Linked DNA regions of Mus musculus: regions 2, 3, 4, 5, 6 and 7 are each linked to region 1. A link is a contact called in public ChIA-PET, HiChIP or PLAC-seq and promoter capture Hi-C data. All regions are on one chromosome and are shown on one strand. Each heading gives the region's core, a stretch centred on a gene start, on an enhancer-like site or on the middle of the called end of the contact. The rest is flanking DNA. Distances are from core to core; before and after follow the strand shown.

Region 1 (3,173 bases), core at 257-2,756:
TCTGCATCTGAACTGCCACTGCTGGTGCTAGGGCTCTCATCATCCGACCTTTGCCTGTCACTGGACATCTTGGTGAACTTATCTCTGGGAAAACTTCTAAGGAGAGAAGAGACCCATGGAGAAACATTAGATCTTTAAAAAAAAATAGCAGCATGCACTTCTCAATAAGCACCTTTGAGAGTATTTTATTGAAAAGGATTCGAAAGTCCCTGTACTTAGGGTGCAGCACGTTACAGGGAATCTGATACGTATCATAATTTATAATGCAGGCGTTGAGGGATTTACCAAAATGCAAGTTGGAAAACCCACTCACATTTTTTTCCCATCCCTTGGACAATCTATCAATTGTCTACTTTCTCAGAAGGCATGAAACAGATTTGCCAGGGAACTTGGGCAACGGGCATTAATAACATATGACAACTGTAAATAACAGATCTCGCCGAGAATGTTCAGAAGTCACTAATACCGTCTAAATATTTACAGGCTGACACCGGTCTGAGCGATCAAATCCTCCTTCCCAGAGGAAAAACATACCCCGTTAGTCGCCCATATGCTTATTTACGGTGACGGGGTCCTCCCGTGCGCACCGAAAGCCTTTGAACACAGCACTCGAATTTAAAAAAAAAAAAAAAATCAACTGGCAGCCGCCCCACAGCCGTCCCCACGGCCGGCGGCGAGGATTCACCGGGCCGAGCCCGAGCTGCCACCCGGGGAAGGGCAGGCTCCAAACTGCACCTTCTGCAAAGCTCCCGGTGCCATCGACGTTCCCCGCTCAATTCCTCCCTCACCGACCGACATTTTGTTATTTTAAAAAAAAAAAAAAAAATCCGCAAAGCGGCCAAAACCCCGAGGGCAAAACAAACAAACAAACAAAAGCCCTCCCCCACCCCCCACCCCCAGAAGTGCAACAAATTGGCGCGGCCCGCCCCGGGGCGAGCACTGGGCCACGCAGCTCCGCGGTCCTTTGTGGGGAGGGCCGCGCAGGGGACCGCGCCACTGCGCCCGCCCGCCGGGGGATGCGGGACCCGCCGCCCCGCGCCGCTGACTGACTAGCGCGGCGGACTGAGGAGCGCGGCGCCCGGCGCGAACAAAGCTGCCGCCCCCGCCCCCGCCGCCCCCCACGCGGGCCCCGGCCCCGCCGCCTTACCTCGGCCGCCCGCCCGGCCCGCTCGTGCGCCGCTACGCTGTGGGGGAGGGAGAGCGCCGAGGAACCTTCCTTGAGGAAATGGAGGCAGCCTGGGGGGGGCACCGGGGGGGCGGGAAAAGAAGCCGCCGCCGAGGCTCCGGCCCGGGAGTGTGGAACATCGAAAGTCGCAGGCGGCCGTGCAGTGCCGCGCTGCGGCCGGAGGGTGGCGCCGCCCCGCGCTCCGGGAGCCACGGTGGGGTGGGCGCTCTGCCGGCCGAAGGCGAAGGCGCAGGGACGCGGGAGCCCCCCGCGCGCTCAGCCTCCCGCCGCTGCGCTCGGCTCGGCTCGGCTCGGCTCCTCCCGGTCGCGCAGTCAGCAAGTTCCGAGCGAGCGGGCGGGCGGGGGAGGGGCGGGCGCGGCGGCGCGCGTGCTCGCTGCTTGCCTGGCGGAGGGGGCGCGAGCGGCTCCCGCGCGCCCCCGCGCGAGCGCGCTCCCGCTGCGCCTTCTTTTTTTTTTTTTTTCCGCCGGGTGGGGGGTGGCGGGCGGGGGGTGGCGGAGGTTGGGGAGCTGGGGGGCGGGGGGGCAGATGCGCACGCGTCCGCCCGCGCGCGGCCGGGACAAAGAGCGCGGCGGGGACCGGCGGGCTGGCCCCTGCGCCCTTGGCCGCCGAGCTCGTACTGGAAGAGGAGGACGAGGAGGCGGGGGCGGGGGCGCGGTCTCGCGGGGCCGCGGGTGGCTTCCGGCCTGAGCCCGCCTCCGGGCCGACGCTGCCCAGTGGACTACCCGCCCCTGAGGTTAGGGGCCGGCGGTTACCCCGGGAATCCCGTACCTGAGCGAGAACCCTGGCGCGTGACTGGGGCTTCCCCGGTGCCCCGAGAGGCAGGCGATGAATGGTGTTATTGAGGAGGCCAGGCACGCAGGCAAAGGAAAGCTGCTTCTGGCCCCTCTGAGCTGAAGGAAGTAGCAAGGTAGAGTCCTGGGCTTCTGAGCGAGGTGAATAGGATTTTGAGACCAGGGGACCTACCTCGGCTAATCTCTGGCTCCCGTCCTGCAATGGCGCTGCCAAAAGGGGACTGCCCTCTGGACGCTTTGGAAACTTACAAAATCCCAAACTGTGTTTTAAATGTCCCGCTCAAGATGTAAAAAGTGGAGTGAGGAAGTTTAGGGGCAATAACCCGATGTGTCTGGCGGCGGGCTCTGCTTTGCGAGAGAGAGAGAGAGAGAGAGAGAGAGAGAGAGAGAGAGAGAGAGAGAGAGAGAGAGAGAGAGAGAGAGAGAGAGACCACTTCTGGATAGAGAAGCCATGGAGGGACTGACTCTATATGACACTGTCCTCATTAAAAGTTTTAGATAGGAATCAGGAAGGTTGCTGGTTTACTCCTGCCTTGCTTTTTGCGGAATCTTCCAAGTGGAGTCCAGTTTTGCCCCAAGCACAAAATAGACAGAAGTCCAGAAACTTCCTGTTTGCCGCTCCTGAGACCATGTTCCAGTGATGGAACCTCGAAGGAATTTGTGCATTCCTCTCTCAAGAGTGTTCAGGGCCAGGGGTCCTGGGAGGAGGAGTTCACAGAAGAAACTAGAATGGCGGAGCCATAAGACATGAGCCAATGCTCAAGAGAAAGGAAAATGAAAAGAAGTGAGCCAACATACTATTTTTCCTCCAAATAGAAGAGCTTTGGTAAAAAAAAGAAAAAAAAAATACTCGAAACTATAAATAAGTCACATCTGTAACGTTTCAAAGATACAGATTCAGTGAACTTACACAAGCGAGCTATATCCTGGTATATGCTAAGCACATAAACTGCTTCGTGTGTCCAGAGCCGTCTCCTTACTCCCTCCCCGACAAGAGCTCTGCCAAGTGACTGGAAAGAGACCCCATTATTGACATTCACCTGGATGGGGAGAAGGGTGTTCCAGTTTGAACAGAGTCATGTGTGAAGAGGGATAATGGTCTGTTTGTGGATCAATCCCCCAACACTTCGATTTGACAGAATGAAAGGGAGCAGATGGGCAGGGTCTGAATCAGACATCTCCCAACTTTACATTA
Region 2 (3,173 bases), core at 494-2,993, 500 kb before region 1:
GACTCACTCCTGCCTTACGAGTGACCCAGCTCTCCTGAGGGCCTACAGCTCCCCCTGCAGTCCTCTAACAGGGTGACCACCTCTATGAACCATTCATTCCTGGAGCTGCTGCTATCTTCTTTCCTCCTCTCTCCTCTCACCCTTAAAAGCTCTCAGCTCTGACTCCAATTCTTCAGGCCTCCAGTTCGCACTGCCTTGTATAAGTGCCGGGGGTGTGGTTGTTGTTGTTGTTTTCCCCTTAAGGACTAAAGCTGCTATTGGCACTTATTCTGTTATACTCTGCTGGGGTGCAATTTGTTATTTTCACACATGTTCTCTTAGTATCTGTGTCAAATCCATCAAAGTCTTTTGAGTCTTTTACTTTATCCACACTCTCCCATAATAAATTTCCTGTGACTGCTGTTGTTTTTGACAAGGTCCCACTATACAGCCCTAGCTGATCCAGACCTCTTTGTATAGTCCAACTGGGCCCTGATCAGTGTAGGTGCCATATACGTTAACATTAGATTTTTCATATATTTTTAAAGTGGAAGAAGTTCTGACACTTTAGATATGACACCAAAGGGGAAAAGTGCCCAAAGGTGGATAGATATGGGAGAAGCAGAGAGATAAACTGTGTATAAGAACTGGTGGCCACATTGTTTCTCTCTGTTTCAGTTTCACTTTTAAAATAGGTGCAAAATCTAATGTTACCATCTATGGCACCCACACTGATGCAAGAACAATCTTATTCTACTCAGAACCTTAGCCAGCAGCACTAATTTTGCCTTCCTGTGGCTCTGCTAAGAACTCCAGCCTCTACACCGAGGCCAGAGTGAGCCTACTTAAAAACCAGAGGTTTTATTACTGCTTTGCTCAAAATTTACCATGTATCTCTTTCTAAGCAGCAAAAAAAAAAAAAAAAAAAAAAAAACAAAGTCCCTAGAAATAACTGGAAAGTTCTGGAAGACCTGACTTTTCCTACCAGGGAGTCACCTTCTCCCTCTTCTTTGCTGTAATTTTGTCTGTAGAATGCCTTCTGGCCAAATCTGAATTCGTTTCTGTGTCCATCCATTAGGATGCCATCTTTGTAAGGACAAGGGCTTCACTCATGGAACCTCAGATCCCCTGCTTCTGCCTGATACACAGCAGGCATGGAGGTGTTGGTGACGAAACTAGGACCATAGAAAATGGAGAAATTAAATTCAGTTTTTATAACGCCAACTGCATGGATACTGTCTGTTTACAAACGAAAAGACCTTCCGGCTAATGTAGATCTCTACACGTGTATGGACAAGGATGGATTTACTTCTGACTCTTGGTACCTGAAGCTTGAAGCCAGCTCCTGGCTCTGGCCTGGTTTAGTGAAAGCAAAGGAGACATTTGCCTGCTCAGTTCCTGGTTAAGAGACAGCAACAGTATTCTCATCAGATGCAGAATCTCACATCTCACAACTTTACAAAGCTGCTTCAGTAGCTTGTAAAGGGTGAAGTTTAGGATTATGTAAATAGCCTAATTGTCATCCGATAAATCAGGGATCCGTTATTGCTTGCCTGAATCAATTTTTCTAATTTCTGAAAGTAAGAGTTTTCTAACTTTGGAATGTTTCATGCAACTATTTTTTTGTTTTGTTATTTGCTTAGTGTCCATGTAACCTGTCAAACCGAATGCTTAAACAAGCCCAGCACAGTGTAATGTAGTACTGTCAAGCCTCCCATTTTTAATTGAACTGTGGTTGGCTAGTGGAAGCCCCAAGGCGTCCAATCAGAGACTATTGTATAAAGGGTACAAAAACAAGTTACCGGAAGAGAAGAGGTTGGAGTAAAATGGTGCAGAGCAGTGAACCCGGCAGACTCCGGGGACGGATGAAGACAGACTCCTGGGAGGAAGTGGGGTTTGGCGGCAGCCTTGAAAAAAAAAAAACTGGTAGGATTTTAATTTTTTTTAGAAGCATGTTTGAAACAGAAACAGAAAACTGAACGGAGAAGGTCCGGCAGCAGCTTCTGCATCTGATGCAGTACAATGGCCGGAGTTATCAAAAGGGAGTTGAAATTGCTCAGGAAACGCGGGTGTTGACCTGGCTCTGTGTGCTCGCTTACGCTGGCAGCACCTAGAAGTTCCAGCCCTGTCCGACTGTTAATTGGAGAGTAATGAAGAAGGCATTCTGTGTTGAGAAGGAAGCCTCACGCAAATACTACTTTCTTCAAGAAGGCTTTTCCAGAACCCTAAGAAGTAGCACTGCCTCAAACACCCCCAATATACCCCAGGACACCCCCATACACTCCCACCCCCATACACTCCCACCCTACAAACTCCCGTCCCGTCCAGTTCCACCCCCACAAACTCCCATAGTGTTTCATGCCTCTGCTTTGAGTCTAGATGCCCTTGTGCTGTTGCTTCCTACCATCACCATCTTCTCTGGCCAGGTTAGAAAACAAACCTCCCATAAGTCTCTTGAAGGTTGATGTAAGAGAAGGCGATGAACTGGCTTCAGGACACATTTGCATTCTCTGATGGCCACTTTAAGGGGCCTGGGCAGTAGTGTCCACAGCAGAGAGGCCAGGGCAGCTTTGGAACAGTGAAGCACTGACCGGAGTAGCTACGCTGGAGCTATGCAAATCTGGGAAAGCATACTGGCACAGACATGGGGCCCTCCCTGTACCAGAGTGGGTTAGTGGTGAGTGATACACAAGGCCCAGGAGCTAGCACTTGCAATGTAGGATTCTCAGTGCTCATCCAAATAGAAGAGCTGAAAAAAGCGAGGCATGGGGCATGGAAGGGGGGCGGCGGGGTTGGGGGTGGGGGAGTGTCAGCATGTGTGACCAGGAGACCGATGAAGCTCCTTACAAAACAGACCCTGAGGCCTTCCTGAGAATGTCCAAACACTTCAACACGGCTCTTCTGTTCCTCATCCCATGCCCTCCCTGATTTCAAAACAGTATGTAGGACTTAAAAAAGTCTATTACTTCAAATATAATGAAAGAGAAAAATATTCTAAGTATAGTATAAAACACAGTTGGATATAAATGGACATTTACTTTCATTTATCTTTAGTGATGATTTTATTCAAAACGAATGTTAACTGCTTTTGTAACCTTAAAATGCTGTCTTCCGAAAGCAGCTTACTACAAAAGAAATGGTTGTCAGCTTCCGTTTGGCTCCTGCCCTTTCCTAACAACAGACAATTTGCTCTG
Region 3 (3,173 bases), core at 281-2,780, 490 kb after region 1:
AATAGAAACTTGAATAGCAATGATTGAAATTAGTAAAAAGCATAAGTATATGAATAAAAATCAGAAGGAAGATGAACTTAGTGGATAAAACACGTGGTTTTAAATTTATTGTAATTTAGTTAGAAACAAGTACTTGTGAATTTTGAAAGTGAGGTCAATCCTACTGGAAAACTCTTTTTGCCTGTGTATCAGCAACCAGAGGACACCCAGCTCCGTCAGTAACTAGAGTCTCCATGATATTTATAAGTGGATTACCACATCCCCCAGACCAGGGTCTTCTGTCATAAGGGTTGTCACTTTTCTTTGCATCTTCTTTTTGTTTTTTCTTGAATCTGTCTCCTTGTCTATTTAAAGCAAAGTGACCTTGAAGCATCATCAGTGAAAATGTGGAGAAGTAGAAATCTACCAATCCATATTAGACAATAATGGCTGTCATGGTATCAATCCGCATCTTTTTTCTTCTTTATGTTTTGCTCTAAGTGCCTTTTTTCACTAGTCTATAACAGTCTTTCCCAGAAAACTAAATTAATAAACCTGAGACCAAGGCTATTAGATACCTGGTCATCTGTTGAATAACTTAAAGCTGCAAACCAAAACCATGAATGACTCAGAAGTCACTTACCTCCTCTGCTATCCAGTGAAGTATTTTTTGAAAATACATATATTTGTTCATTTTCTCTAAAGTCACCTTTATGGGAATAGTAGTTCATACAGGAAACTCTCCCCAGGTAACTTAATCCTAAATGCTGGTCTATAGGAAGCAAAGCAGTACATATACATTTCCAAACTCTTAGGCCCCAGACATTTACTAATTTATACTGATGACTTCCAGATCCAATATTCTGTGTCACTTTGTGACCATGGTAGGGTGTGTCCAAGAATTTCCTTTGGAACACAAGGACAGTGTTTCTCAAATCGTTATTAACTATGATGTCTGCATGAAGGTCTAACTTGGATCTTTTGACTCAACATAAATTAAACTGTCGACCACAGCAACTGAATATCAATGTGTTTTCCTTTTAAAATAGCTTCAGATGTGTTTCTGTTACATAAAAAATTATTTAGAAAATTACTTTGTGTAATTATACAAGAATCATTGCAATTGTATTCTACTTAACTATATTAAGCCCTCTAGTTCCTGTGTCATTGTTTTGGGGCCAGTTTATTATGATACTATAGTTACTTTTGTAAAATAAATCTCACACAGGGATATAATGTAATTACAACTTTACCTTCAATTAACCTTCTCCTCAATGACTAAATTAACACAAATTATACAGAATGCTATTCCTAGCTATAGAATCTTGTTAAAACAGTGGTTATCTCATGAACACAATGTCCCCATTAGGAAGAAGAAAATAATTTTGAATGCATAGCTGTACATTGCTCTCATTTATCTTTTGGTCTTTATTATGCAGTGGTATTCCTGGAAGTCAGTAGATACATAATGTCGGTTGACACTGTTTCTCTCCCCTCATAAACTGAAATGTAACACAGCCAACAGCATTAGGTCGTCCACTTTGCATTCATTAGTCATGCAGGAAGTTAATCATCTGGCTATAAATGGAAGCTTGCTCCAGTTTTAGTAGGGCAATATTTACTTTCCTTTTATCCTTAGAAATAGAAGGCATAATTGGTGAAGGGGATTGAGGTTGACAAGTCTTGAGATGGTCACATTTTAACAAAATATTTTGCATTCTGCATTCTCAGAATAGCAATGTTCAATCCTTTTATAAGAAGATGTGACTATAGCCTTTACTCAAGGCCTGAAGAGTTGACATAAGGGACAGTTCACAAGCGAGGAGTAGAAAGTAAGAACAAGTAAGAACTTTCACATCTCATTACCTCCCTGACTGACCATTCTCCCCACCATACATCAGTGCTATCTGAAGAGGTCATGGATGTGGCTCCGACCACTCCAGTTTTAATTACGTTTTTCCCTAGAGCAAAATTTGAAATTCTGGAAAATCCTCAGCAAAGAAGATTGAAGATGACTGCCTGAGAATGACTATCTAGGTTCCCTGTGGACCTGAGAGCAACTCCCTGCATAAGTATTAAATCATTACTTCTAAGTCATAGCATTCAAACCCTAGAAAGTTGGAAAATTCTATTTCTAAAATTAACGTATAGATGAAATAATAGATTTTAAGCTTACATTTTTCTACAGAAAGTGATATGACAATATAATCTTTCACAATAATAGTTAATTGACCATCAGGGATGATTTTCTATTCTAAGACAAGTAAGCATCAACTTTTATGTTAATTCTATAAAGCCCAACATGGAAGAAATATGGATATAAGAATAAACCTATGGATCACAGAAATGCTGCCATCAACAGCCTTAAAACAGAAATTTTTGAAAAGTACAAAACAGGACACTTAGCTATGAAATCAAGTCATGTTAAGGGAAGAAATAATATCACTAGAAGAGAATATATTATAACGTAACTCTATGATCAGGAAGGATGGATATTGGGACAGATAACTAGTGTTTCATCTATTTACAGCTACTGACCATAGCTTACTGACCGTTGCTTCACTTAAGGAGCAAAGGACATTTTCCCAGTCTTCCCAATTTCAGTTTCTTGCTACAATGTTCTCACCAAGAGAAAATCATCCCACTAGATCAGTGGAAGGAAGCTCTTAGAATTAACACAGTGGCTCATGCCTGTAACCCAATCCTTCAGGAAGCAAAAGTGAGAAGATCACAAGTTCAAAGTCAGACTGGGATATACAGCAAGCTCTTGGCTAGCTTGTACTAAATGGTAAGAGCCCATATGTATAAACAAATGATGGAGGATATTGTCTCAACACTTGCGTGCCAACCTAGTGTTCAAAAAAAACCCAGGACCAACAGCAATAGCAAAATAATAATAATAATAATAATAATAATAATAATAATAATAATAATAAACAATTAAGAAAGTGAAGAATGCTCATAATGGAAAAGCAGCTACCTAAAAGGAAAACTCTCCAAGCCTGCAGGGACCAACAGTTCTTTCTATATCCACAGACTCAATTCAGTGTATTTTATGAGTCCCTTTCAAGAGAACAGAGATTCTCACTCAGATAGGAAGACTGTATTGTGAATTAAAAATATATCAAAGAATGCAACCATAAGATGAAATTATTCTCATCCATCAATTACTTTCCAACAAAAATGTTGGTATG
Region 4 (3,173 bases), core at 176-2,675, 440 kb before region 1:
TACTACTTAAAGATTTGCTCCTGTTATTCAAATCGTTTCCCATTTCAAAGCTGTTTGTATAGAAGGAAGCAAGCATCCTAAGATGCAACTTATTAACTGTGGTTAACTGAATACATGTCAGAGACTGGTGTGCCAACCAAGGAAAGACACTGTATACATGAACAATTCACCGGGGCCCCCCTAAATGACCACTGACTCCTGGAACCCACACTCGAGTTTTAGCCAGTGTGGAATCTCATACAAATGTAATTAGATGTAATCCTTGGTAGCTGCGATTTTGAATGTAGTTTCTTTTATTTAAACTTTGTGAAATTAGTTTCAATCGGTGTTTGCAAATTGCTTGTCACTTAAGTCTGTGCTCCACCCTAGTTAGCCACTTGTCTTCTTCTTTGCCCAGTCAGTGGTAAGTAGGATTTCAGTCATTTCCCATGTAGAACTATAATAGTCTCACATTGAATACACACATATACTTGTTCTGTGTATATATCCCTTTGCATTCCTCCTATCTTTTCTCCCTGTATTTCTATTTATCTTGTAAAAACATTTTTTAAATACAAGATTATACATTATGCAAAGTAAATAACAAATTATACTATAAGAGGGTGTGTTTTAACCTAGAAAAAAAATGCTGTACTAAGTGGATGCCACAGGAAACGCAGGCAGGCCAACAGAGTAGGCATCTGGAAACTCCTGTCTGAACGTAAATCATTCCTTTGTTTTTATAAATAAAGTTTTATTGAGTCTAGCCATTCTCGCTTTTGCACTACTGGTACAGATGAGCAACTGAGACTGAGTGCATTTTTTCCAAGAAATTGAAACTGTCACGTTATAAAAACCATTGGGGTGGCTCCTGCTATACAGCCCACATGACTGATGAAAACTTTCAAATTAACAAGCAACATGTGGTATTACTAGACAACTAAAATCCATTATCTTTGCTGTTGGTTTTTGTTTTGTGTTGTCTGGTTTTTGTGGACTAGAGTCATGCTATATGTAGGCCAGGCAGGCCTTGTACTTGTAATTCCATCCCATGCTCTGGCGTGCTGTAATTACAGGTATGCATCGACATGCCTGGATCCATTCTGACATCAACAGAGGGTCCTTAATCTCAGCTGGCAGAGGCTACAGGCTTTTCCCTTAGAATCCAAGTAGAAGTAGAAAAAGTAATCCAGCCCCAAGCCTTTAACCTCCCCTGTAGCACCCTGTAGAAAAGAAGAGAGAGAAATAAAGGATACCCTATGTGAACCAATTCTCTTTTCTGAGCCTTGGATTTGAGAAGCTGTGCAACAAATGAATAATAAATAACAAAGTACTCATTCTAGACCCTGGCTACCATCTCATCCTGGAGGTACTTGACGGAGTGGTCATGAGCTACCCCAGCACGAAGGAGGTGGTGTGGTTTGCTCATGTTGTGAGCCTTTGGACTTAGTCAGCAGGCTTCTCCTTGGCAGCGATTGTTAAATGGTGAGAAGAGAGCCACGCTGCCTTTTCCCTACCGTTCTATCATCCAGTTACGACCGAAGGGACTTTCAAGGTACTCTAAAAGTAAACTTCAGCTTGACATTAAAGTTTAATTAAGACTTGTACAAGAGCTGCTTAGAAATAGACATTTATAAAATATTCTGGCTTGGAACCAAAGCATTAGTCACTGAACACCTTTGGGAAAGAAGTTGGCACTTTGACAGGCAACAGAAGGTGGCAGCGTGGCATCCGCAGCCAGCTTCTGAGACAGCAGCCGATCAGAGCGGCACCAGGCTCCTGTTGTCAGCAAGACTCCCGGTTTAGTTTCCATTTTAAGCTATTTTGCACAATTACCACAATCCCAACTCCATGATTCTTAAAAGTACACCTTTCTATACATCTTCTTTAACAAGAAGCCATTGAAAAGACACCAGCCAGCGTCCTACATACCATGAAGGAGAGCCAGCTGCACATCTGGACGGGTGGCATGACTGAACCAGCGGCTTCCCTGGGACTTACAGTTCATTCTTCATGAAAACATGCATAATGCAGGCTTGAAATTTACAAAGCTGCTTAGAGTCCACATAACTGACACAAGCCCAAGTACTGTGCACACATGGAACCATAACTTAATAAGTGAATGAGGAAACGAGAAAGCTGTTACACCAGGTTCTACATTTTCTCTCAGTGAACATGACTGGATTTTACAAGACATTCACAAAACCTTAGTATTGTCAATATATTCTTTCTTGGTGCAATAAATTTGGTCTCTGAAGATTACTTAGTTTTGATCAGAATGGTAGGGACAAAAAAGGAAGGAAAGAAGGCAGGCAGGAAGGAAGGAAGGAAAGAAATAAGGAAAGAAATAAACAAGGGGGGAAAAGACAACGCAGCAAAATAAAATGTGAATGGTTAGCACAGCTTAATGCTCAAAGACACACAGCAGAATTATCTGACAAAAGAGAAGCCTTCAGCAACTGGCCTCCAGTCCAAAGTTGAATTTCATCTTCTTTTCTTTTTCTTTACTATCATCTGACTTTGTTGAATAAAAGTTCAAGGAGAGAAATGAAAAGGAACTTGGATTAGGAAGCTGGCCCGGAAGTGAGTGGACGTTAGTATCGAAGCATGAACTTCATTCTTCGCCTGCTTCGGGAGGTCAGTCAGGCTTTGATTTTACAAAGGACAGTTGTATTAGATTAGCCTGTTGAAGAGTTAAATGCATGGTGCCAGGTACCATTCACAACTTACTGTCTACTCAGAGTTCCCCACTTGATGCTACCAGAACCCCAGATTACTCAGGCAGTGGGCAGCATTTCTTTGATGTTGCAGAAGATGAGCATTGAGTTCAGCTTTGGGGAATGAAGCCTGATGGCTAACATGACCACAAAGACTCCATTCTCCCTGCGCAGTGACAGACTCGGGGGAATGTCAAGTTAGAGTAAGCATGAGAAGGGAGATTTTTTTCTGAAAAGCTTTCAAAAGAAAACACACACACACACACACACACACACACACACACACACACACACAAAGCAAACAAACACACTCTTGTTCTTGCATCCACTTCCTTTATGGGAATGTTAGCACTAAAATATTATAATCAAAAATAAAAAAACCAAAAGAACATAAAAGACAACCATATATGCAGGATTTCTGGCTGTATAACAGACCCGCAACTACCATTTCCATGCAAATATTATGCCACATATATA
Region 5 (3,173 bases), core at 375-2,874, 400 kb before region 1:
CATAGGGTTTTTTTTTCTCTAGCATTACATTCTGTTCTCCTTAGTTAACACTTGAATATTCTGTGCTTAGTTCTGACAGCGGGGGGGAAAAAAGCCACAGCATTGATTCGATGAGGTAAGTGTACCGGAAGCTGGAATTCTTTATTTTGAACACTGGTCACAAGTTTTTATAGTGTTATAACAAAATGTCTCACACGCATCTTTGTATCATTAACTACCTGTTTTCCTCTCTTATCTGAATCCTAGGTAGAGTTTCCTAGGAACACTCACAACGCCTCCATACAGAAAGATAATATATTTAAAAGGAGATCATTTGTATTGACTTTCCTGAGTCATAAAGATTCTGTGTAAGAAGTGTAGGAAGATATTTATGAATATATGTGTGGATTTCAAACCATCATTCACAGAAATACCTAATGCTTTAACACAACCGAGCTTACGGGAGCTGCCCAAACTCTTTCCTGGAGTCCTAGTCAGGGGATCCAGCCATCCCTGTCCATTCCAAGGGTTGCTTCAGATCAGGTCAGAAGCATGGTTAGCATAGAACATTGATAATGCTTTGTTGGCTTGGTTTCCTGGAAACCAATGATGTCTTCTACTACTAATGGATAGTCTGGGAGATTGACTGAGAAATGAAGGCAAACAGACCCAGAGAAAGAACACTGCTAAGCAACAGGAAGAACAGTTCGCTGTGGTCCAAACCCTGATAGAGAGTAGTCTTGATGTACACAGAGCTTCCTATGTGAGAATGATGAGAGAAGGAAAGGCTGGAGAAAGAAGAGGAAAGGAAGGAAGTCCAGGAAAACAGAACCTGTTTTATAATGTTCCATTATACACTCCATTTTGTGAGCTCTCAGCTACCATCTTCCAGTTCCAATAAACTTCACTCTAATTGCTGAGAAGCATTCAACCAACAGTGTTAGCCTAACACAGGGAGCTACTAGGGCTACATGATTCCAAACCAATACAGGAGAAGTAAGAAGGGGAGGCCAAAGGATTTAATTTTCATTGGGATGCAGTTTTCAGTTGGAATTGTCTTTAAAACCACCAATATTTTAAAATTAATGTCAAAAACGCACCACCAAAGGCAGCCAGGCTATGTGCAGTTGAAGCTCTGTTACTATAACAATAAATGCCATATAATCGAAAATACAAAACTATTTTTAAAATTATAGTCAACACCAGCCAATCCACCTGCAGTTGTCATTGTTAAAGACAAGAGTGCGTGGTCCTCCGAACGCCACCTTCCCTGTTTGCATGGGGATGAAAAATGGGTGTTTTCTTCAAGATCAGGTTTGATATTTGCAAACAAATGTTCTCTTCTCTAGTTAGTCACCAGACGTTAAAAAACAACAAACACGATGCTTTGGAACCATGCAAATGATAGCGTGCAAATTTGCTAGCTGAAAATGGCCCAGAAGTTCATATGTGCAAGAATAGCATCCTGCATGCAATTATGTGTTTCTTAGCTGAGCTGTTCCCTACGTTTTTAAATGAACATTAGAGACACCTTTGCCAAGTTAAGCTGTTATCTGTTTTATCCAAGCTGCTTCCTGCACAGTAGAGTTAGCCCTGCAGAAGACAGTTACTGCTGTTACTGCCTAGCCTTCCTGTTCTCTGTGCCCCTTTCTTATCATTTCAGCACATATCTCTCCATTTCTGGTTTTTTTCTGAGTCCTTCAGAAGGACTTCTGAACGACCTGGCTTGTTTAGAATGACTTCTCTGAGAGCCTGTAAGGCTCTAGGCTTTATTTCCTGTGTTGCCCAAGTCCCTACTCTTAGTTCTCTGGTTAAAGCAATGATTCTTAGAAACAGAACAACGAGCCCTCCAGAAGCCACAAGAAGAGGTGTTTATTTTGACATGAAAAATGCTCAGACTTTCTCAGGATTCAAGTGGTGAGGCTAAGTTGCTCTTGAATGGGGCATGTGGAGGCTGGGGTTAAGTCAGACTAGACACAGTCTTTCACATGTGTTATTATGTGGTATCAACAACAGATACTGTCTAATTTATAGGCCTCTGATTTGTGGTAATTTAAATATATATATATATTTACATAGTGTGTGTATATATTAAACGATATAATGTATATCACTTATCTACTTTACAGAAAAGACTCAACCTTAGAAGTCAAGAGCTCTTAATGGTATAGGCTGTGATCGCTGGGAAGAAACGATGATGAATAGTAACCAGTAGGAAGGAGGACTTTGTTTTGACTGGGATTAGCTGCATACATTTGTTTGCAGCCGTTCTGCTCTGCTTCTATGGTTCAGCACAGACCTTATTCATCTTCATTGTGGCCAAACCCAAATCTTATTAGCCATCATCCCATCCCAACCCAAAACCCAGAAATATGTGCTAAAAATTGAACTTCATAAATGGAAAACAATAATCAGTCTTCTATTTGTGTTACATGTCTTGATTCAAAATGGGTCAAAAGTACGACTATGAAGCCATAAAGAAAATTCATAAAATAATAAAATTGTGAGGAATTATTTTAACAGGCATACACTTATGTATACACACATCCTCCCTTCATACACACTCACACCCACACATCTACACATTGTGATTATTTCTTCTTTTTGCTTCTTGACATTGCTTCCCACTGAGACAATCCTCAACTTCAACCACAATACAGAGAGGCTTTCAGTATGTGTTACTAGGCAAAATTAGTTCCAGGAATAGTCTGCAAGTCACCACTCCAGTTCTGGAACTTCCTTGATTTCTGGAACACTTTCTCTTCTCTTTGGGAATGCCAGAAAAATCTCAGCAGAAGAGTCAAGATGGCCCCATCTTATGCTTTTCTTAGACCGTTGAGAGTTCCTTCCCTCAGCCTCTGTGCTTGTAAATCTACTGTTCCGTGTGAAGGAGTTGAATGGTCTTGAGATCACCCAGGAGAATTTTAAACAAATACCAACTACCTCCCGTGCCCCTCCCCCACCACGAGTACTCAAACCCAAGGCTGATGGGTTGTGGGGAGACCAGGCCATCAGCATTCAAAAATATCTCCCAGATGACTGTATTTGGGGGTGAAGCTGGGTTTAAGAACAACTGTTTCAACAATGTAGATGGGCAGGCCCTTTCCTGTCTAATTACTGGGAAACTTAGATTGCTTTCAAAATAGTAATAAAAGATCTGTCCTGTTGGGTTTCAGCTAGGTAATGAGAGTAGG
Region 6 (3,173 bases), core at 491-2,990, 390 kb after region 1:
TAATGTTTTGAAAGTTTTTACTTTATACTGTAAAATTCCAAAATTGTCAGAGCCTAGCAGATTTTGTGTAAAGAAACTAATAATATCTCATAAGCCATTTGGTTTGGCTGTCACACATACACTCTCACATTCAATGTACACCTTGCAAATGCTGTGACTGCAAGAAGCCAACCCACAGATGGTTTAAAAAATTGCTCTCATGTCCATAACTTAAGAGAGATAAAGAGAAGTTAAACTAATATGAATCCATGCCTATACATGAATTCAGACCCTCAAGTCATGATTATAGTATGCAGAGCCTTGCCAACTTGAGGCAACAGTGGCCATTCTTCTAACTAGACAGTGGGTATTGTGAATCCCGTACTTAGCCGCTCTGGAGTAGATCCTGCACTGCCCACAGAGACACTGCAATTAAATGACTCCTTTCTCGCCATGGGCTGTGTGCTGTGTGAGGACAGAGTAGAGGTAAATCATGGGGCCCTTCTTCAGCTCTCCCCTGCTCCTGCAGTTGAGACAGCCCTTTTTCTTTCTGATTGCTGTTCTGGGAATAAATATGCTTTGGGTGGACAATTCCAAACAACCAAGAAGAAAAATAAATAGTTTTTTTAAAGCAAATAAACTATTATCTCTCTCATTAAAACATATTTGTTTTCTATGCATATGAGCACTGAATTAGGCTACCCAAATGCTACAGGCAAAATACAATATAATATAGACTACTTAAATAAGGTCGAATAAACATGCAGCTGTGTAAGAAGTAAGCTATGGCCCTGTGTTGGATCAATAGTCACTCTATAATAAGACAACAAGGAATACGGGCATCCCAGCATTAAGGCAGAGTCAGAAAGATGGCTGTTAAGGAGTTCCAGGATAATGTGCAACATAGTAAGGCTAGAGGAAGCGGGAAGAAGAAAAGAAAAGGAGGAAAAAAGAGAAAAGGGAAGGGACATGGTAATTAAATTACATTTTCTCTTTCATCCCTCCAGACCTTCCTGTTACACCTCTTTCTGCTCTCCTTCATACTCATGGCCTCTTTTCCACTAATTATTATTGCATGCATACATATTCATATATTATATACATGTACACATAGTGTTTCTAAATGTAGCCTGTTAGTTATGATGCTACCTGTATGGAAAGCTGGGGGTGAGAGAGGGACGTCCCCAGAGGAGAATGCACCAGTACCAAACGGTCACCCCTCAAAGAACTGCAATTCACGAGTTCAGAATGCTTGGTTTGGGGTTTTAAAATTATAACTTAAAAAACAAAACAAAGAACCCACTCTTTTTGGGGGGGGAAGCAGGGCTGGGTACGCAGGTCTACTGATGTGTATGAGTGTATTTTTAAATTTTTCAGTTATTAATAATAATTTGCAACTTCATACTATTTGCAAATCATTGTTGTAAGAAAAGTGATGAATCTAGAAAGAGAACTGCAGAGTCAGGATATCCATCTCAAAAAGGATATGAATTAGAAAACACACACACACACACTCATTATATGCATTTCTCTGTACTATCTCATTTATTCCCAAAAGATCTAATAAAATAAATATTAATAGCAACCCACTCTATTGCAGATAACCTATAAAATGCATTTTTTTTCACTTATGTAAACTTCTAGGTCCAGGATCCAAGGCCAACGTTGCAAACATCATTTTTCTCATGCCTCCCACCCACTCTATCTGGCTAGCGAATCAGGACACGCACTGTAGGTGTTTTCCAGATGGAATCCACAGTAATAAAGATCACAGGGTACAGACTCATGCCTGGATTCATACCCCAGATCTGTGTTTGCATAATCAGTAGGCAGAAGTCACCCACACCTGGCCTCAGGCAAAGCCTTGTCTCATAAGATTAATGAGGAAGCATTGCAAAAATGCTTAGAAAAAAAAAACATTCCAGCACATGGAGCGCCCCCAGTAACCTGAGTTATTACACACACACATTCTTTCTTTAATCATTTATTAACCTCCCGCTATGAGTGACAACCTGTGTCCCTAAAGATATCAGAACCTGAAAACGAATTTTGCCTATCACTACATAGTGCCAATATTGAAGACAGTTGCTTTTAGACAGAATCTAAAAGATGGACTAGAGAATGCTTGATGGCCGGATGAAGGGATAAAGGACTCTAATACAGAGCTTGGAAGAGCAGATAGATTTGGAAAGGCAAAGGCCAAGTGATTGGAAATAATGTTTTATCTCAGTACACAAAACCGCAGGACAATCATAACACCTCTTTAAAAAAACACTTAGAGTCTTTCTATTTTCTAAAGTGAAAGAACAATTTAACGCAGTATGCCAGGCTTCTCTGGACAGGCACAGAGGATATTTTTATGTACACAAAAGCCTAGACACAAAAGAAAACTCTCTTTTGTAAAGAGAAAACTGAAGTCAGGCATTTCAATCTTCACAGTTTATCCACTCTCAGAGTTGCCAAGTAGTCTAAGATTTCACTGCTTTAATAATGGAAGGAAAACTACCAATACCTATTGTCTGACACTGGCCCGCGTGAACTGCAGAAAAGTCTGGTCTTCCAGGGAGAGGACAAGTTTGAATTTTTTGGGTCTTTGTGCCTCTAACCCTCCATCCTCCTAGACTGTACTTTGACAGAAGCTTGCCTTTCCATTTAGCACATTTGAGGATGATGAGTGGAGTACGAGACTGTTGCTCCCAAACCTTCTCCCTTTCAAACTAGATTCTCCCTCACCAACCTCTCACCCTTGCCCTGCCATCAACTCTGTCAACAACAACACTGCCTCCTTGCTTGGCTCACAGTGTGGGACTCAAAATTCAAATTTCAAAATGTCACAAGAATGTTAGATATAACCTGTTATTCTGCCAGAAGAACTACTTACTTTGCAATTTGTCTTTTAGTTCTCTGTATATTTCCCTCCCAAGTCATCATAGGTGCTAAACAAGTTCAAACTTCCAGAACATAGGAAGGCTAACTATGGTCAAAGTACATGATATACTGGTACAAGAACATAATGAATTGATGCCATCATTTTGTTCAATGAGCATATACTACCCATTTGTGTGATATAGTTCACCAGATAAAGTTGTTGCCAGAATATTTACAATCCGTATTAATAAGAGCAACAACAAAGTGTATATTGGTGGGCATTTGAAATCTCAGCTCTATACAAGCAGACAGGTGGGTTTCTGAGG
Region 7 (3,173 bases), core at 465-2,964, 330 kb after region 1:
TGTGCGTGCTGTATACACTCTTCCCCAGTGGAGAAGAATCCTCTCATGAATAGCTATGTAATTCCCAGGAAGAACAATGGTTTCTGAGGGGGAAGCCACTGCAGGATCACTCAGTGTCCTTGGGATGATGTGGGATCACGTCTGTACTCCCTTCCTCCCTAGCCTGGTGGCTCTAAGCCACAACTAGGTCACTTCTTATTAAACCCACTTCACCATAGCTTGACTTCTGTGATCCCCGAATGGCAGCAACCTCTGAAATGCTCATTCAGTAAAAACTTGGGCAGCATCTGTGATGTTCTGAGTGCTCACAAGTGTCTGAGGATGAAACACATGGCTTGGGAAGTTATTACTTCCACATTGCCTTGGTACCCTGTTTTTTTCTGTTTGATATTGTATTTGCTTTATAAACACTACCTTTTGTCCAAAGTCTGAAGTTTAATTAACAGCATAATCAAGATATACCAAGTCCCTCTCCATTGACCTCATACCACATTGTTTACCATGGACAGATTGGACACATGTATAGGAGTGGACAGTATATACCCCGGGGGCTGCCTTTATCGTTTATACGTTGCTTTCGCTATAACTGGAGAGAGATGGATGGAGCTTGTTGTCATATGGGTGGATCCTGATGTCAAGCCTTCCAGCGACTACAGTCAGTTCATGATTTGGACTCGGATCATTCATCAACAGCAAAAAAAGAAGCTTTAATAATGGACAGACTAGCTTCTCACTACAAATACTTGCAATAAGAACATATTTCCAAATTGTGGTATTAAAATACTAAATTGTTACCAAACCAAATACCCTCATTAAAATTATAGTGCCCTGGATAAAATTCTACAAGAGAGAAACCACTATTCCAAGTTCTCAAGGTATCATCTACCTGGGCTGGAACCACACTCTGACTCTCAGTGAAGCCACAGTTAGTTATATTTTACCCTTCAGTGCATAGGTTCTTTCTGCTATCAGGAATTACTAATTCTTTCATCCACTGAGCGTTCCTGACCTCCCTACAATAGGGCCTAACATTCGCCCTCCCATTCTTTCACTGTGTATGACCAGTGACTGCTCTTTCATTGGAACACAGATGATTTGTTTTACTGCTCATTTCAGCTCAGACCTCATCTCTTTGAAAACAAAGATGTTATTTGTTTGCATCTCTAGTGCCAGGATAATGACAGGGTCCTTGTTTGTGAAGCAACCATTGCCAGGGTCACATGAAATGATCACACGAGGTGAATGAGGGGCAGGAATGCAAACCATTTGTCCATGTCCCCAGTAAGCTTTCCAGCTGTGAAAAGGTGAGAGTAACCATTTATCCCATTCGTGTTGATAAAATCAACTCCGAATAAAATGAAAGCCAAGAGTAGCTTTCAAGTGAAAAGGTATCCATCCCTTCAGTAAACATTCACTGATTAATCACTGCATGCCACCAAAGGTGAGATAAATGACACAGTCCCTGCTCCCAAGCAGACAAGAAATAAATCACTCAGGTCCAGGATGGTGAGAGCTGTAGGGTCCTGAGAGAGGGGAAAGATGTCACCTACACACACCAGAGGACTCAGGGAGGAATCTCTGTAGAGGACACAGCCAATGTCCTTGAAATACTCGGAGGCCTGATGTAAGAAGAAAACAAAGACCATTCTAAGTAGCAAAGCCATGGGAAAGTTAGTGTTGGGAAAGGAGCCAGCAAGTCCTTCGGGGAATCTGGAAGTACTTTGGCATGGCTGGATTTGTGGCTTGACAGTAAGAGCAGAATAGAGAAAAGAGACATTCTATCTGCTTATATGCTGGTAATGGTAAAAATGAATGCTTATAAGTGAGCCTCGAGTCTTTGACCTTTCTGAATTCATGGATTTCACGTGTAGATGCAAAGTAAGTTTCTGTGCTGCTATAATTAGAGTCTGGGTTAGCCAGTCAAATTTGACATATCTTGGGGAAATTTTTTCCTCATGACTCAGGAAAGTTAAGCTAATCCTATTTGGTAACAGTTTTAAAGTTGACTGCATTACAAACCCACAAGTTAGGGTTGGCAACGTAGCCCAGTGGCAGAACATTTACCCAACATATGAAAGGGTTTTGTGTCTATAAATACATAAATAATAAATGATCCAAAATATGTATGGACTAAATATTTTATGCAAATTATTAAAAAACATTAAATTTATATTTCTAAATCTAGACTAAAAGAAAATTAGCTAGTTTGGAAGACAGCGTATTTCGGTAAAACAAACCGCACTTTGTAAGTCGTGAGCCCTGCCTACCGACCAGATGCGACTGCTGTCTCAGAGGTTTCCCCTCATGAATGACTGATTTAATTTAGAAGAAGATTAAAGTGTCCGTAAGAAATTTCAATAGTGATTTCTTCAATTGAACTTAATCCAAATTTGACTTTATATTCTAGGGATGTATGTCTGTTAACTCTAATTCTAGTGCCTGGCTTTGAATTCTTTAATCAGTATTTCCTCTTTATAGTATCCAGGTGACACTTACTAAGTTTGTGTGTAGACTTCCTTGTTTCTCTGAGAAAGTCACATAATCAAGGAACAGACTTATTTTTAAAGACAGTTGCACCTGCAATGCAGAATATAAAATTCCCAAGGACCCTTGTCACTGTGAGGTGGACAGAACTGTGACACATGCAGTGACCAAGCGCATCACAACTTCTATATGATGGCTATCAATGGAACCATTCATTATTGACTACAGGACGTTCAAGTCTTAAAATATGTTTGAACTTTTCGAAGAGCGATAATGAAATAAAGAAGCACATTCTTGCTTAAAACGAGGGAGTTTAGACAGTGAAGTGTTCAAGTTAAGCCCCGATTCTTTATCTCAGCCCCAGACTCCCAGCAATAATACTGAGACTCAAACTGTATTTACCCACCCCTTGACCATACAGCTAGGCTCTTCTCTGACTAGATATAACTTACAATATCCCATTTATTCTAGGCTACAGTCTACAGTGTGGCTGGTTACCTGTGCTCAGTTACAATGTGTTCAACTTGTGTTCATCTTCACAGCAAATTCCCCTCATCTGGCTCTCTTCCAGAATCCTCTCTCTTCCTGCCAGTGTTCTGCCTCCTATTTCCTGTCTTATCTCACTGGCCAGAGGCTCTTTTTTTATTCATAGGTCATGCTCATCAGAGATTCTCATACAGTTAAGAATC

What was found. Promoter capture Hi-C pulls out the DNA fragments that hold promoters and counts their contacts. ChIA-PET counts read pairs in DNA pulled down with a chosen protein or histone mark. HiChIP or PLAC-seq counts read pairs in DNA pulled down with a chosen protein or histone mark.
Region 2: a promoter capture Hi-C map of pre-B cells shows a contact between it and region 1, with 4 times the contacts expected there. The contact joins the enhancer-like site here to the promoter of Ube2e3 in region 1. A contact is called at or near these places in 9 of 39 promoter capture datasets (the 3T3-L1 cell line, the C10 cell line, the HPC-7 cell line and 5 more), 4 of 484 Hi-C or Micro-C datasets (cerebellum, embryonic stem cells, natural killer cells and 1 more), 1 of 115 datasets of contacts at active chromatin or transcription factors (bone marrow-derived macrophages) and 2 of 9 other capture datasets (liver and macrophages).
Region 3: an H3K4me3 HiChIP or PLAC-seq map of bone marrow-derived macrophages shows a contact between it and region 1, with 4 times the contacts expected there. The contact joins the enhancer-like site here to the promoter of Ube2e3 in region 1. A contact is called at or near these places in 8 of 39 promoter capture datasets (the 3T3-L1 cell line, cranial neural crest, epiblast stem cells and 4 more), 1 of 484 Hi-C or Micro-C datasets (myocytes) and 9 of 115 datasets of contacts at active chromatin or transcription factors (bone marrow-derived macrophages, cardiomyocytes, craniofacial prominence and 6 more).
Region 4: a promoter capture Hi-C map of hippocampal neurons shows a contact between it and region 1, with 2.0 times the contacts expected there. The contact joins the enhancer-like site here to the promoter of Ube2e3 in region 1. A contact is called at or near these places in 5 of 39 promoter capture datasets (the C10 cell line, HPC-7-derived erythroid cells, hematopoietic stem and progenitor cells and 2 more), 1 of 115 datasets of contacts at active chromatin or transcription factors (memory CD8 T cells) and 2 of 9 other capture datasets (adipose tissue and liver).
Region 5: a contact with region 1 is called in an RNA polymerase II ChIA-PET map of memory CD8 T cells, with 65 read pairs. The contact joins the enhancer-like site here to the promoter of Ube2e3 in region 1. A contact is called at or near these places in 8 of 39 promoter capture datasets (the 3T3-L1 cell line, the C10 cell line, the HPC-7 cell line and 4 more), 17 of 484 Hi-C or Micro-C datasets (B cells, CD4 T cells, CD8 T cells and 13 more), 6 of 115 datasets of contacts at active chromatin or transcription factors (DN3 thymocytes, bone marrow-derived macrophages, effector CD8 T cells and 3 more) and 1 of 9 other capture datasets (macrophages).
Region 6: an H3K4me3 HiChIP or PLAC-seq map of neural tube shows a contact between it and region 1, with 4 times the contacts expected there. The contact joins the enhancer-like site here to the promoter of Ube2e3 in region 1. A contact is called at or near these places in 5 of 39 promoter capture datasets (the 3T3-L1 cell line, 3T3-L1-derived adipocytes, cranial neural crest and 2 more), 1 of 484 Hi-C or Micro-C datasets (cerebral cortex) and 4 of 115 datasets of contacts at active chromatin or transcription factors (bone marrow-derived macrophages, embryonic forebrain, embryonic limb bud and 1 more).
Region 7: an H3K27ac HiChIP or PLAC-seq map of neural progenitor cells shows a contact between it and region 1, with 47 times the contacts expected there. The contact joins the enhancer-like site here to the promoter of Ube2e3 in region 1. A contact is called at or near these places in 5 of 39 promoter capture datasets (the 3T3-L1 cell line, 3T3-L1-derived adipocytes, cranial neural crest and 2 more), 9 of 484 Hi-C or Micro-C datasets (the HL-1 cell line, Sertoli cells, adipose-derived mesenchymal stem cells and 6 more), 12 of 115 datasets of contacts at active chromatin or transcription factors (the NIH/3T3 cell line, astrocytes, bone marrow-derived macrophages and 9 more) and 1 of 9 other capture datasets (macrophages).

What each region holds. Positions count from the first base shown.
Region 1 is chr2:78,867,380-78,870,552 of GRCm38.p6, reverse strand. Ube2e3 (ubiquitin-conjugating enzyme E2E 3) reads right to left here and starts at 1,506. Exons shown (of 6, transcript NM_009454.2): 1 at 1,148-1,506; 2 at 1-96. The coding sequence starts at 68.
Region 2 is chr2:79,369,486-79,372,658 of GRCm38.p6, reverse strand. The region is part of intron 2 of Cerkl (ceramide kinase-like); the gene reads left to right. Among named protein-coding and RNA genes, the nearest start is that of Gm22606, 23 kb to the right of the region's middle. Within about 2 kb of position 1,743, at least 113 of the 459 cell types and tissues checked have an H3K27ac peak or open chromatin away from gene starts, as enhancers often do. A contact at or near this core is called in bone marrow-derived macrophages, embryonic stem cells, liver and 2 more, where this site is marked.
Region 3 is chr2:78,376,623-78,379,795 of GRCm38.p6, reverse strand. No RefSeq gene overlaps it. Among named protein-coding and RNA genes, the nearest start is that of Gm46750, 9.7 kb to the left of the region's middle. Within about 2 kb of position 1,530, at least 1 of the 459 cell types and tissues checked has an H3K27ac peak or open chromatin away from gene starts, as enhancers often do. A contact at or near this core is called in bone marrow-derived macrophages, where this site is marked.
Region 4 is chr2:79,308,188-79,311,360 of GRCm38.p6, reverse strand. The region is part of intron 17 of Itga4 (integrin alpha 4); the gene reads right to left. Among named protein-coding and RNA genes, the nearest start is that of Gm22606, 39 kb to the left of the region's middle. Within about 2 kb of position 1,425, at least 13 of the 459 cell types and tissues checked have an H3K27ac peak or open chromatin away from gene starts, as enhancers often do. A contact at or near this core is called in hippocampal neurons, where this site is marked.
Region 5 is chr2:79,268,847-79,272,019 of GRCm38.p6, reverse strand. The region is part of intron 2 of Itga4 (integrin alpha 4); the gene reads right to left. Among named protein-coding and RNA genes, the nearest start is that of Itga4, 15 kb to the right of the region's middle. Within about 2 kb of position 1,624, at least 40 of the 459 cell types and tissues checked have an H3K27ac peak or open chromatin away from gene starts, as enhancers often do. A contact at or near this core is called in CD8 T cells, the G1E-ER4 cell line, the HPC-7 cell line and 8 more, where this site is marked.
Region 6 is chr2:78,478,803-78,481,975 of GRCm38.p6, reverse strand. No RefSeq gene overlaps it. Among named protein-coding and RNA genes, the nearest start is that of Gm46750, 93 kb to the right of the region's middle. Within about 2 kb of position 1,740, at least 11 of the 459 cell types and tissues checked have an H3K27ac peak or open chromatin away from gene starts, as enhancers often do. A contact at or near this core is called in neural tube, where this site is marked.
Region 7 is chr2:78,538,577-78,541,749 of GRCm38.p6, reverse strand. No RefSeq gene overlaps it. Among named protein-coding and RNA genes, the nearest start is that of Gm46750, 150 kb to the right of the region's middle. Within about 2 kb of position 1,714, at least 43 of the 459 cell types and tissues checked have an H3K27ac peak or open chromatin away from gene starts, as enhancers often do. A contact at or near this core is called in Sertoli cells, craniofacial prominence, neural progenitor cells and 1 more, where this site is marked.